2 separate regions of the Gasterosteus aculeatus genome follow, and region 2 is linked to region 1. A link is a contact called in public Hi-C data. All regions are on one chromosome and are shown on one strand. The core of a region is the stretch at or near the end of the contact, and the rest is flanking DNA. Distances in the headings are between cores, read along the strand shown.

Evidence for each region. Hi-C and Micro-C count contacts between places; a contact is called where the count stands out from the background.
Region 2: a contact with region 1 is called in a Hi-C map of whole body, with 3 times the contacts expected there. The contact joins the enhancer-like site here to the promoter of pcdh19 in region 1. A contact is called at or near these places in 2 of 6 Hi-C or Micro-C datasets (skeletal muscle and whole body).

What each region holds. Positions count from the first base shown.
Region 1 is chr4:6,892,434-6,897,773 of fGasAcu3.hap1.1, forward strand. pcdh19 (protocadherin 19) reads left to right here and starts at 2,232. Exons shown (of 5, transcript XM_040173616.2): 1 at 2,232-5,340. The coding sequence starts at 3,777.
Region 2 is chr4:7,337,016-7,342,355 of fGasAcu3.hap1.1, forward strand. The region is part of intron 6 of diaph2 (diaphanous-related formin 2); the gene reads right to left. Among protein-coding and RNA genes, the nearest start is that of diaph2, 31 kb to the right of the region's middle. Within about 2 kb of position 2,961, at least 1 of the 9 cell types and tissues checked has open chromatin away from gene starts, as enhancers often do.

The DNA.
Region 1 (5,340 bases), core at 982-3,481:
AAAGAAATACGTTGTGGCTAAATTACGGCGCTATAAAGAAAAAGCTGCGTTATTCTTAAGTGTCGCTGTAGCAAAACAAAGAAGGCCGAGGGTTAAACCTCCAGAGATGTACCAATTCTCTGGCAAGATAATATCAATCACATGATTACATTACAGACACAAAGTACAATTACAAAAGCCTTATTTATTAGTTGCTCACAAGCGGTCTAGTCTTGACTTGGGTACTGTTACCCGTTAGTACCTGTTCGGCTTAGAATCGAGAGGCCACTGCAAGCCACTGTAACATCATTGCAGACTGATAGAAATACAAAACGTTCCATGCACTAAGTTGTACATACAGCCATCAGAAAGCCCTGAGGAAGAGGAAGTCCCCAGCCGGCGCCTACGGTTGTTTAACTCTGTGACATTAAGAATGTATGAGCTTAAAGAGTCTTCAGGCGCTCTCCTTATGCCACTGCAACACGTATTGAAAAGTGTTGTGGAAGAGCAAACAAGTTGCTTTGTTGACACTAGGCTTGTTTGTCGAGATGGGATTGCCTTATGCAAGAGCAGGAAACTATATTTACACTGAAAGGATATCCCGTCCGAGGCGTTTAGCGCTGCTTCTTTTAGGAGATTGCATGATGATGATACGAGATTACCTCCTTTTTTTTATTGTACACTATAACAGAATTATTCATGCAGGTGGTGAGTGATTGTGGACTTTCCTTTACTTGTGTGTAACTTGTAGTATATAGGAACACAGATGGTCATATAATGTGAATTTCATAAGCGGTTTCATGTTCCTCTCGTGCTCTGCAATAGGTCCAGTGAAGCTGCTAGTTTTCATCCTCGAGTCTTTAATTTACTGACACAGTTTAAGTGTGTGTCATAAATATAAACGTAAATTGTTAAGTTGTACATATTGCGCAACAATGACCTCATTCCCCTAATGATACACAGTTCAATCCCTCTTTATTGATTAACAATGATTGTATATGGCTCAGAGCTAATTCACCTTTTGGACAGCATATTAATTGTGGTCAAACGGCAGACTTTAAATTCCAATATAAAGAGGAAATTGATTTGCCAATGTGCTTCATTGTTATTCGTGTGGCTTGCGGTGGTTCTGCATTGGGGTGAAACAGTCTGGGGGGGGTGGGGGTTGTAAAAAAATAAAATAAAAAAGGAACAGGTTGGAATAACGGAGCTGCGGCTGCGGCCGCTAGGTGTCACCCTTGTGACTTTGAAATCGGCCTTTCCTCGGAAGTGTGTGACGGCGGCTCCTCCGCGAGCAGCCCGTCTCCGCATGGGAGGAGCGCGTGCGTTGCGTGCGTGCTTTGCGTGTGCAAAAGGGGGGCCGGCTGTGAACGAGTGTGGCTTGCATCTCAAGGATGTGTGGCGCAACAAGAGGAATTTTATATCCCCCCTCCTTTTCCCCCCCGCTTCCCTTTGGTAGAGTTGTTTTTAGTGGTCAGCTGTCACGTGTCAGCGGGGCGTCTCTTTAAGCGTCAATATGACGGAGTTACGTGGAGATAATTGGGGAGCCACGCGGAGTAGCTAATGATCGATTTGTTGTTTTGTTTTCTTATCATGATTAGCGGCGGGCCAGAGAGGCCAACGTCCAGACGCCTCATTATTAACCTTTCTACGTGGGGACTCTGACAAACACGCACGATCCAACCAACTAATTAACAGCGAATTCTTTTTCATAGGAGGCAATATCATCTCTGTTATTGAACCTTCTTCCTACTCGGCTTGTCCGCTGTTCATCTATACGTATGTGAATGTGAAATCCAGGTGTGAAACAGACTATTAAAGGATAACATATTTAACTCTGTGCGTCCCGGCGGGGTTTGTTTGATAAGGACGCTTCAGGCTAATAAGTCTTATGACAAAAGTGTGTGCAATGATCTCACTGATGGATAGACATCCTCATGCTACTACATGGAATCCATAATCTATAATGAATGTATCTTAGTGAGGTGGAGCATGGTGTGGCCTGTACGTTCAGACGCATAGTGCAACATAATGCGCACAGTTGCAACTGTAAATATTCAATAGAAAAAAAGCAGGGAATGACAGTTGTTTCTTCAGCAATAACATCTGCTTTGGTACAGAGATTCAAACTGAGGGTAAAAAACTCCGATCCATCGAAATAACCTCCGGGGTCCCCCATTGAGACTCGGTACAAATAAGTGCCCATTGGTAAGAGAACACAAGGACACATCCGTGAAAAGTTATCCTTAGCATCTCCCCTGCGCCTCCACTGGGAGAAATTAGCGCGTGGCTCTTTTCTTCTTCCACTTCTTCCCGGAGCACCGATGACACCGCCTCAAAGACCTCCCCACTACCCCTCCCCCATACCCGCCCTGGACTTTTCTTTCGGAACCGCCGCTCTCTCGATCATCTAACACACTTCGCGTCGTGTCTCAACTTGTACGCCGCGATTTGCCCATCGCATCGCCCCTCTGCAGGAGGAGAACAGGTAGTTGGCCGTGTTTTCCGCTGGCGCGCTTCGCCCCGCCCACCAGCAGCTCGCAGCCCTCCCGTGTAACCCCTGATTGGCTGAGGGGATTGCAGGTCCTGAGACTGAGCGCTCGGCTCGGAGCTGCGCGGCCGCCAGTGTGCACCAGCGAAGCGAGCGGAGCGCTTGTTCCGAGTCAACCAAACACAGCCTACTGGCAAAGAGTGGTGTTTTTTTTTATTTATTTATTTTGTATTTGTTTGTTTGCGGGGTTTTTTCTTTCTGCCTCCAACCAGGCTGGATACGGGGCTACTGTGCGTCCTGCTTTGTTGCTGACCAACATGAAATGCGTGTTGCATATACAGTAGGCTCTTTTCATCGTTGATGCACAACTGGCTTTTTGGCTCAAACGTTTTTCTTTTTCTTTTTTTTTTGTGTATGTGGCATGGACTAATTATCGGGATACGTGCAACCTTTTCAAAGGAAATTAAGTAAAAGCTGGAAGACTTGCGGCGGGGATGAAAGACAAAATCTTCTGGAAATAAAAAAAAAGGTAATCGGGACTTCAGTGATGTGATGAATCGCACCCGTTCTTTAGAAACAGATATCCGGACTGGAGTTGTTGAATCGTTTTGTGACTGCTGATCCTTTGAGCTCGCTTTTTTTTTCACGTCCGATGTGTAGTTGGAGAGCAGAAATCCGAAAAGGACATTTTATCACTGCTTGAATTAGCTCACGCATTCAAAGCAATATGTTTATCCAAAATGCGACTTAAGTATTTCCTGGCATCAGGGCGGATCATTTAACACGGACTTTTGACCCCGACTCGTTCATCCTCACGGAAGATTGAACATTTTTGTGGACTTGCTCACAAGAATTTCCCATATATGCACTCCAATTATTTCCCCTTCTTTCAGCCCACTTGAAAATGGACAGTTTGTCATATGAGTCATGTGTAGGACCGGTTTGCCGCTTGAGGAGAGCTGCGCGGATTTACACGGTTAGATCACTGTTGTGAGAAGAGATTCAGCATGTTTTCACAGATCTGTCGTCCCCAATGTTTCGCCCGCTGCAGTAGACCGGAGGATGTGCTCTGCCCGAGAAGAGTCAAATAGGCTTTTTACAATTATAGCTTTTAACGCCATGATATCGTTTGCCTAGGAGAGACCTTTTCCTCCCCTTTTACACTTTTCTGGACATTTGAATGAGATGATTCATTTGGAACGATTTTCCGATTTTCTCTGACGTGCAATTCTAGTGCGTAATTGGCGAGGTCTTCGTCAGGCTGAGGGGGAGAAAAAAACAACAACAAAAAAACTCAACAGGTACAATGCAAACCAAGGAGATGGAATTAATTCAATTCGTTGCTGTGTTCGTCTTAAATTGGGTGGCGGCTGAGGCTGTCATCAACCTAAAGTATGGAATAAACGAGGAGATGAAGCCCGGGTCAGTAATTGGAAACGTGACAAAGGACGCGCTAAAGCAAGGATTTCAGATTGCGCTGCAGCCCCCGTACTTGAGGGTTATTTCCAATTCAGAACCACGGTGGGTGGAACTCAGTCCCGCCGGAATCCTTACAACCCAAATGAAAATAGATCGGGATGTGGTTTGTCGACAGAACCCTAAGTGCATTATTTCCCTAGAAGTAATGTCAAACATGGAGATCTGTGTCATCAAGGTGGAAATTGAGGATTTGAACGATAACGCACCCAGGTTCCCAACGAGCCACATCGACATTGAAATCTCCGAGAATGCCTCCCCTGGTACCAGGTTTCCCCTAGAGGGGGCAAGCGATCCGGACTCTGGGACCTTTGGAGTGCAATCATATTCCATCACTCCGAATGAGCTTTTCGGACTAGACATAAAGACCAGAGGGGATGGGTCTAAAATTGCTGAGCTTGTTGTGCAAAAATCATTGGACAGGGAGACCCAGTCCCACTATACGTATGAAATTAGCGCAGAAGATGGAGGCGACCCTCCTAAAATAGGCGCGGTCCAGTTAAATATCAAAGTAATTGATTCTAATGACAACAACCCAGTCTTTGACGTGCCAGTGTATACTGTTAATGTCATGGAAAATTCCCCCATTAATACGTTAGTCATTGACTTGAATGCAACAGATCCCGACGAGGGCACTAATGGCGAGGTAGTGTACTCGTTCAACAGTTACGTCAGCGAGAATACCAGGGATGCGTTCAAAATTGACCCGGGAACCGGGATCATCACCGTGAACGGTGTCTTGGATTACGAAGCAGCGAACATATACGAGATCGACGTCCAGGCCAAAGATTTAGGTCCCAACTCTATCCCAGCTCACTGCAAAGTCACAGTGAATGTGATGGACACAAACGATAATCCACCTGTCATAAATCTGCTCTCACTGAACACAGAGATGGTGGAAGTTAGTGAAAACGCGCAGCGTGGTTATGTCATCGCGCTGGTGAGGGTTTCCGATAAGGATTCCGGGGCCAACGGCAAAGTGCAGTGCAGGCTGCAGGGCAACGTTCCGTTCAGACTTCAAGAATATGAGAGTTTCTCCACCATACTTGTTGATGGCAGGCTGGACCGAGAGCAGAAGGACACATACAACCTGACCATTCAAGCGGAAGATAGCGGTATGCCTCCTCTACGCGCGACAAAGTCTTTGGTAGTCAAAGTCACAGACGAAAACGACAACCCTCCCCACTTCCTCAAACCACACTATCAGGAGATGGTGATGGAAAACAACCTGCCCGGATCATGTCTGCTAGCGGTGTCGGCAGAGGACCCGGACCTGGGGATGAATGGCACAGTCTCCTACTCCATTGTCCCCGGAGAGATTAAGCACATGGATGTAAACACGTATGTCAGCATTAACCCATCAGGCAAAATTTACTCCATGAGATCATTCGACC
Region 2 (5,340 bases), core at 1,711-4,210, 450 kb after region 1:
TGAAGTCCTTATCTAACCCTGCCACAGAAAATTATGGGGCCACTTATGCTGCTATTCCTCTAGATTCCTTTTCCAACATTCTAGATTATTAAATTACACAAAATGCTGTTCAACTAAAATCATTCCTCAAAAAATTCCTTAAGTGCTGAGATTCCTTAAATTCTGTCTCTTGTGAACAGCCATGCTGTGTGTGAAGGAGGTGCTGCATGGCACCACCGGAAAGCTACATTAGCATGGCTGGGTAGAGAAACTGGAAGAAACACCGTCAGGTCGGAGCGCAGTCGGCGCGGCAACAGCGCTATTCCTCAGAGAGCGCGACGACGAGCGGGAAAGGCTTCCAACTAACAGTAATTGGTTTTAAAATAATAGAATTCATTACAGTTACGGCGCTTGTTCAGGAATGCAAACACGGGGAGAAAAAAAAAAAAAACATCCACCAGAGACTTGGGCTGAACTGCTTCACTAAAAACCATGGGGAGATGAAAGGCATAATTCAAATGACAATTTTAGAACCCTCAGTTCATTTATATCAGAAGCTCAGAACGCCGGCATAATAACATCAAGATTTTTTTCTTCTCTTTTGTTCTTACTTGCAGGGCTTGGAAGGAACTTTTTTTTTTCCCCCTCTCAATTTCATTCTTTTGTGGTAGAAAATTTCTCCTCCTCGCTCGCAGACACGCGAGGTGACACACAAACAATCTAGCAAACAACACCCGTCGGCAGCGCAGACAGCCAGCTGAAAGCTAACATGGGAAATCGTGACAGGAGTAAGAGGAAAAAACACCTCACACATGACTCTGGATTTGCTGCTTGTCTTATAAAATGACTGAGTAATTATACACATCACAGGTCTGCATTGTGAGGCCCTGTGTGTATGTGTGTGTTTTGTTTTTTTTCCGGCAATGACAAACCATTTTTTGATTCAAGACCGGAATCTCAACTGTGAGGAAAATATTGAGTCAATCAGCATTAAAAAGATCATCTCGCAAGACCACTCAGGAGATAAAGGGAGAGGTCAGCAGCCATTTGAACGTGATTGGATGTCACCTCTCTCACGCTGAGTCTAACACTTTACGCCTGACATCAAATCAACCTCTGGCCAATATCTACAAATTGTCTCCATTCTAAAGAAGTGGCTGATACAATCTGACCACTATTTGATGGAGCCGAAAAGCCTTTACAACATATGTGAAAATATGAGCAGGGGTTGTTACATTTTCTTCTCTTTATTGTACCGTATTCTTTTGGCATAATAACTAAAGAAAAAAACAAGACCACCATATGGCTGTGCATTAAAAATTGATGTTACTGAGGGCACCTGAGCCAAAACACAAGGTGGAGGAAGTGGAAATAGTACGCAGAGCATATGCGGGGGGGGGCAAAGACGTGCCGCTCTCGGTCACGGTGTCTATGCTAAAAAAAACAAAAAAAACAAGGGGGTCATAAATCAAAGCAACACTCGACCGAGAGCGTGTTTCAGCAGATGTGGCCAAGAATCTGTGTCATGTCAAGAGCTCAGCGTGTCGATAAGCAGAAGAAGCTCCCGTGGAGAGGTGGGGTCAGAAAAGAGATTTGAAATTCATATTTCTAAAGGGAAAACCACCGCGGACGAATGCGATGCACAAAAAGAAAACGAGTGAGACAGAGATGTGGTGTCAGTCAGCTGGCATAATATTTAAGAGGGAACCAGAAGGGAAAGGCAGTGATATCAATGGCGTGGTTCTGAAAGCATCACTGATGTGTTGTTGGTGTGGGACAGCATCTGTTTATTAGTGTGCGTGTGTGTGTGTGTGTGTGTGTGTGTGTGTGTGAAGGGGAACCGGTCTAGTAAATAATTCAGGTATGACTGCATAAAAGAGCGGTCAATACAGCAGGCCCTGTCGATATCAAGCAAAGGAAGATCTGCTTCCTCGGGGGCCGCGATCCATCGTGTGAAAAATTAAAAAGGAAAGAAGCCGGAGTGGACCGGCGGAGGTCGGCTGTCTTCCGCCACGTCAGAGGCGGTCTCGCTTCTGAGTTTTTTCTAAAGGAAAAGATAATATTGACGAATCTGTCCTCTGTCTTTTTCCACACTCTGTCTAAAGTGGGCGGTTGAAAGTATCGATCACAGAACACGGACCAATTTGAATGCCGCTGAGCTGTTTCATACTTATTCTCCGGCATTAAAGATCAGACGTCTAACAAACGGCATTAGTGGCACACACAACGTCGTGTTGCGTGGGCTCACAGAAACCCATCAGGTCAATTCCGTAGCAACAGTGTGGCTTTTCTACCCCACCCCCCTCCGCCCCGCCAGCACTGCAACGACGGGCTAATTCAACGGGCAGCCACTGCCACCAAGTGCTCGCCGTCAGTACTACAACACTGGCTGCAGAGCTGCCGCAGCTGTTCCCCGCATCTGTCGGAGTGGAGGCGGAAGATGACCGCGCATAAGCAGCTCCTGTGTCTGCGCGTCGAGAACGAGGCGGCCTCATCGAGCCCAACGCACCCGAGGTCCGAAGGCATCAGCGCCGCTGTGAAACATCCCAGGAGACCTACCCAATACCGTCCGTCGTCCCTCACAAAGCTGCAAATGAAAAAGCGATGAAAAGTGCGTGTTGCAAAAAGAAAGATTAACGCAAGTCCTTGTGCCCCCCCCTCCGAGTCTATGCAGTCGAGCACTCGTGCATTCGGTCATTCTTTCCGTCTTTCTCTCAAGAAGAAGGCCAATCAACCTTCTGCGTGCTGGTAAACTGCAAAAAAAAAAAAAAAAAATGAAGAGCTAATGCTTGAAGGCTGACATTTGAAAACTGTGGCCCATCTCTCCTGAGCACCCTTAGAAAAAGGAACTGCAAGCCAGACAATAACACAGCAAGTGATCTGGCCTTGATCGTGTCACCAATCATTACAACACAGGGCTGTCTGGGGAACGTGGGAAACCTGGCTGTTGATGAGGAGATTATGTGGCTTTACTCTTGTGCATCCAAGTATGACAGTGATATGAAAACACTGGTGCCGAGAGGCAGACACTATACCTTGTTAGTCAGTGTTGTGCTGAGTGGACTAGTTGTCTGAGCAGTAAAGACGCTCCCACGGGGTCTGGTGGGCTTACTGCAAGAGTAGGGCGGGGGGGGCCGTTATAAACAGCCAATCAATGGGACGGTGTCCTAACCCGACAGCTACAACAACTTTGGTTTCCACTTACTTTGACCATGTGTCCCGGTCAAACACCAACAGCTGCCCCTCTTTGTCCTTCTCCGTCCTCGAGTCCCGCGTGCATGTCGGTATGCGCGTGCTGCACAACAATTGGAATGCAAGTGCACGGTTTTGCCGGTGCAGAGTCTGACTCCGGAACGATTAGAAATGGACAATATGACAGAGCCTGGCAAGGTTACGAACACAAGTGCATCGTCACATCAGCCAATGCAAGCACTCCCCGCGATAACATCGAGAAAAAAGCAGACAACTCCATCAACCACGGCAAATAACTTACTAAATATACACAGATGTAGAGACGATATCAAAAAAGCTAAAAGGAGCAAATAAAGACATTGGGGAGTGACGGGAGGAGGGGTGGGGGGGGGGGACGGCCATAAAACATGGGGGTACACAGAATTTCACAGCTGTGTGAACAGTTAAAGCAGATGCGATGGGATGTGATGGCGGCTGCATACAGAGAGGCGGGTAGTAAAAATATGCTATAAAGTTTACGGAGCCTAATGCCGTCCTGCAGGAGCCTCCTGCCGAGCTGAGCATGCCGACTGGTGCCGTTGGGTGTGTGGCAGAGCTGTGGGGGAGAGACGTACAACCGAGAGCGTAGCCAGTGTTCACAAGCTCCGTCACTGCTGTGGGGCTGTGCATACAGTACGTACCGTTGTACCAGAATATGCAATCAACAGAAAGAACGAAGAATCTTTTCTTCCCCTCCCTCCTCGCTTAAAGCACTCCATCACAGTCTTTCCTGTGCAATATCTAAATCCATGCCGTTTTATCATAGGCTATTGGAACTGCATTGGGGTGGGGGGGTACTACTTACCACAAGCACGGACATACAAGCATGTGCACGCACCAACACAAATACAGAGAGACTATAAAGCCCCGCCACAGCCACTGTTCAATCCAATATCAGCATACTGTGACCACTTCAGCCTTTCATGTTCCCTTCAAAATAACGAGATCCAGCTCCCCCCTTCTGATTGAAGAGGAATGATTGTTTCTGCCTTTGAAAAGACATATGCTGTATAGAGAGAAGATGAGTGAGGGGAGAAGGAGGGAAGGATAGAAAGAAAGGTAGCGAAGACCGAAAGAATGAAAAGATGAAAAGCAAATGAAAAAGACTACGGATGGTGATGGAAAAGTAACTTTTTTTTGTCGTCACCCCCCCCGGGGGAGCCAGAGTTGACTTAATCCTTCCCACGAAAACCCATCCTCTGTCACAGCAAAACCTTTACTTCTTCCACAGCCGGCAAAGGTCAATCCAAGCATGAACGCCTGAAGACGAGCCATTCAGCGGCGAGCGCCGACGTAATTGATAAATCGTATGTAGACCTTAAAGTTCAACATTGTGACAAATTCGACGCGAGCCACGCTCCTGTTACCAGACGAATGAATCAAGTTTACGCGTGTACCTATCCTTCATCAAAGTGAGCTTTGTCACATCTCACGTAAACTCAAAAAAAAAAAACAGCAGCTCCTGCACAACGCAGCTTATTGCAATTGTGAAGCAGTATTATTCAAATGTTGTCGCTCTCCCAAATTCAATACGACCCCCCCCCCACCTCAAAATATTTACGGAGATGTGTAATAATCCGGTTTAATACGGTGTCAAACTGGCTGAGCTCTGGGCCACTGCAGACTGATGGCCCTCGCGACGTGAAGCGGCAATGTACAAAGGGTTAAAGAAATGATGAAAAGGGGAATTGGCTCAGGTGACGGGAAGGGTAAGCGTGTCCTCCGTCACAGCCGGGTTGTGTGTGCGTTCAAAACACAACAGTCGCTGACATAAGGCTGTCCACACACACACACATATATTAGGTTCAAGTAAATTAATTAAGATTGCACGACGAGGTGTAATAAACACAAATTCTAACCCAGCATCTATGACATATGACCTTTGTGGAGGTTTGTATTTGGCTAACCCTTCAGCGGAGTCTTACTGATCATTGATTGTCACACCTCTTTTCAAGCTGGCATGAAGACAAGAGCGGCGAGGCGCTCTACTCTGCACTTTTAGCTGCAGAGATTAGAAAAGTGCAAACAAAGCTTCGGAATATTTAAAAGAGAAAACTTTGAGCCACTTCAATCAACACAAACTTTTGTACGAGCGCGAGTAAAAAGCTTGGTTTTCCAAATCTCTACAAA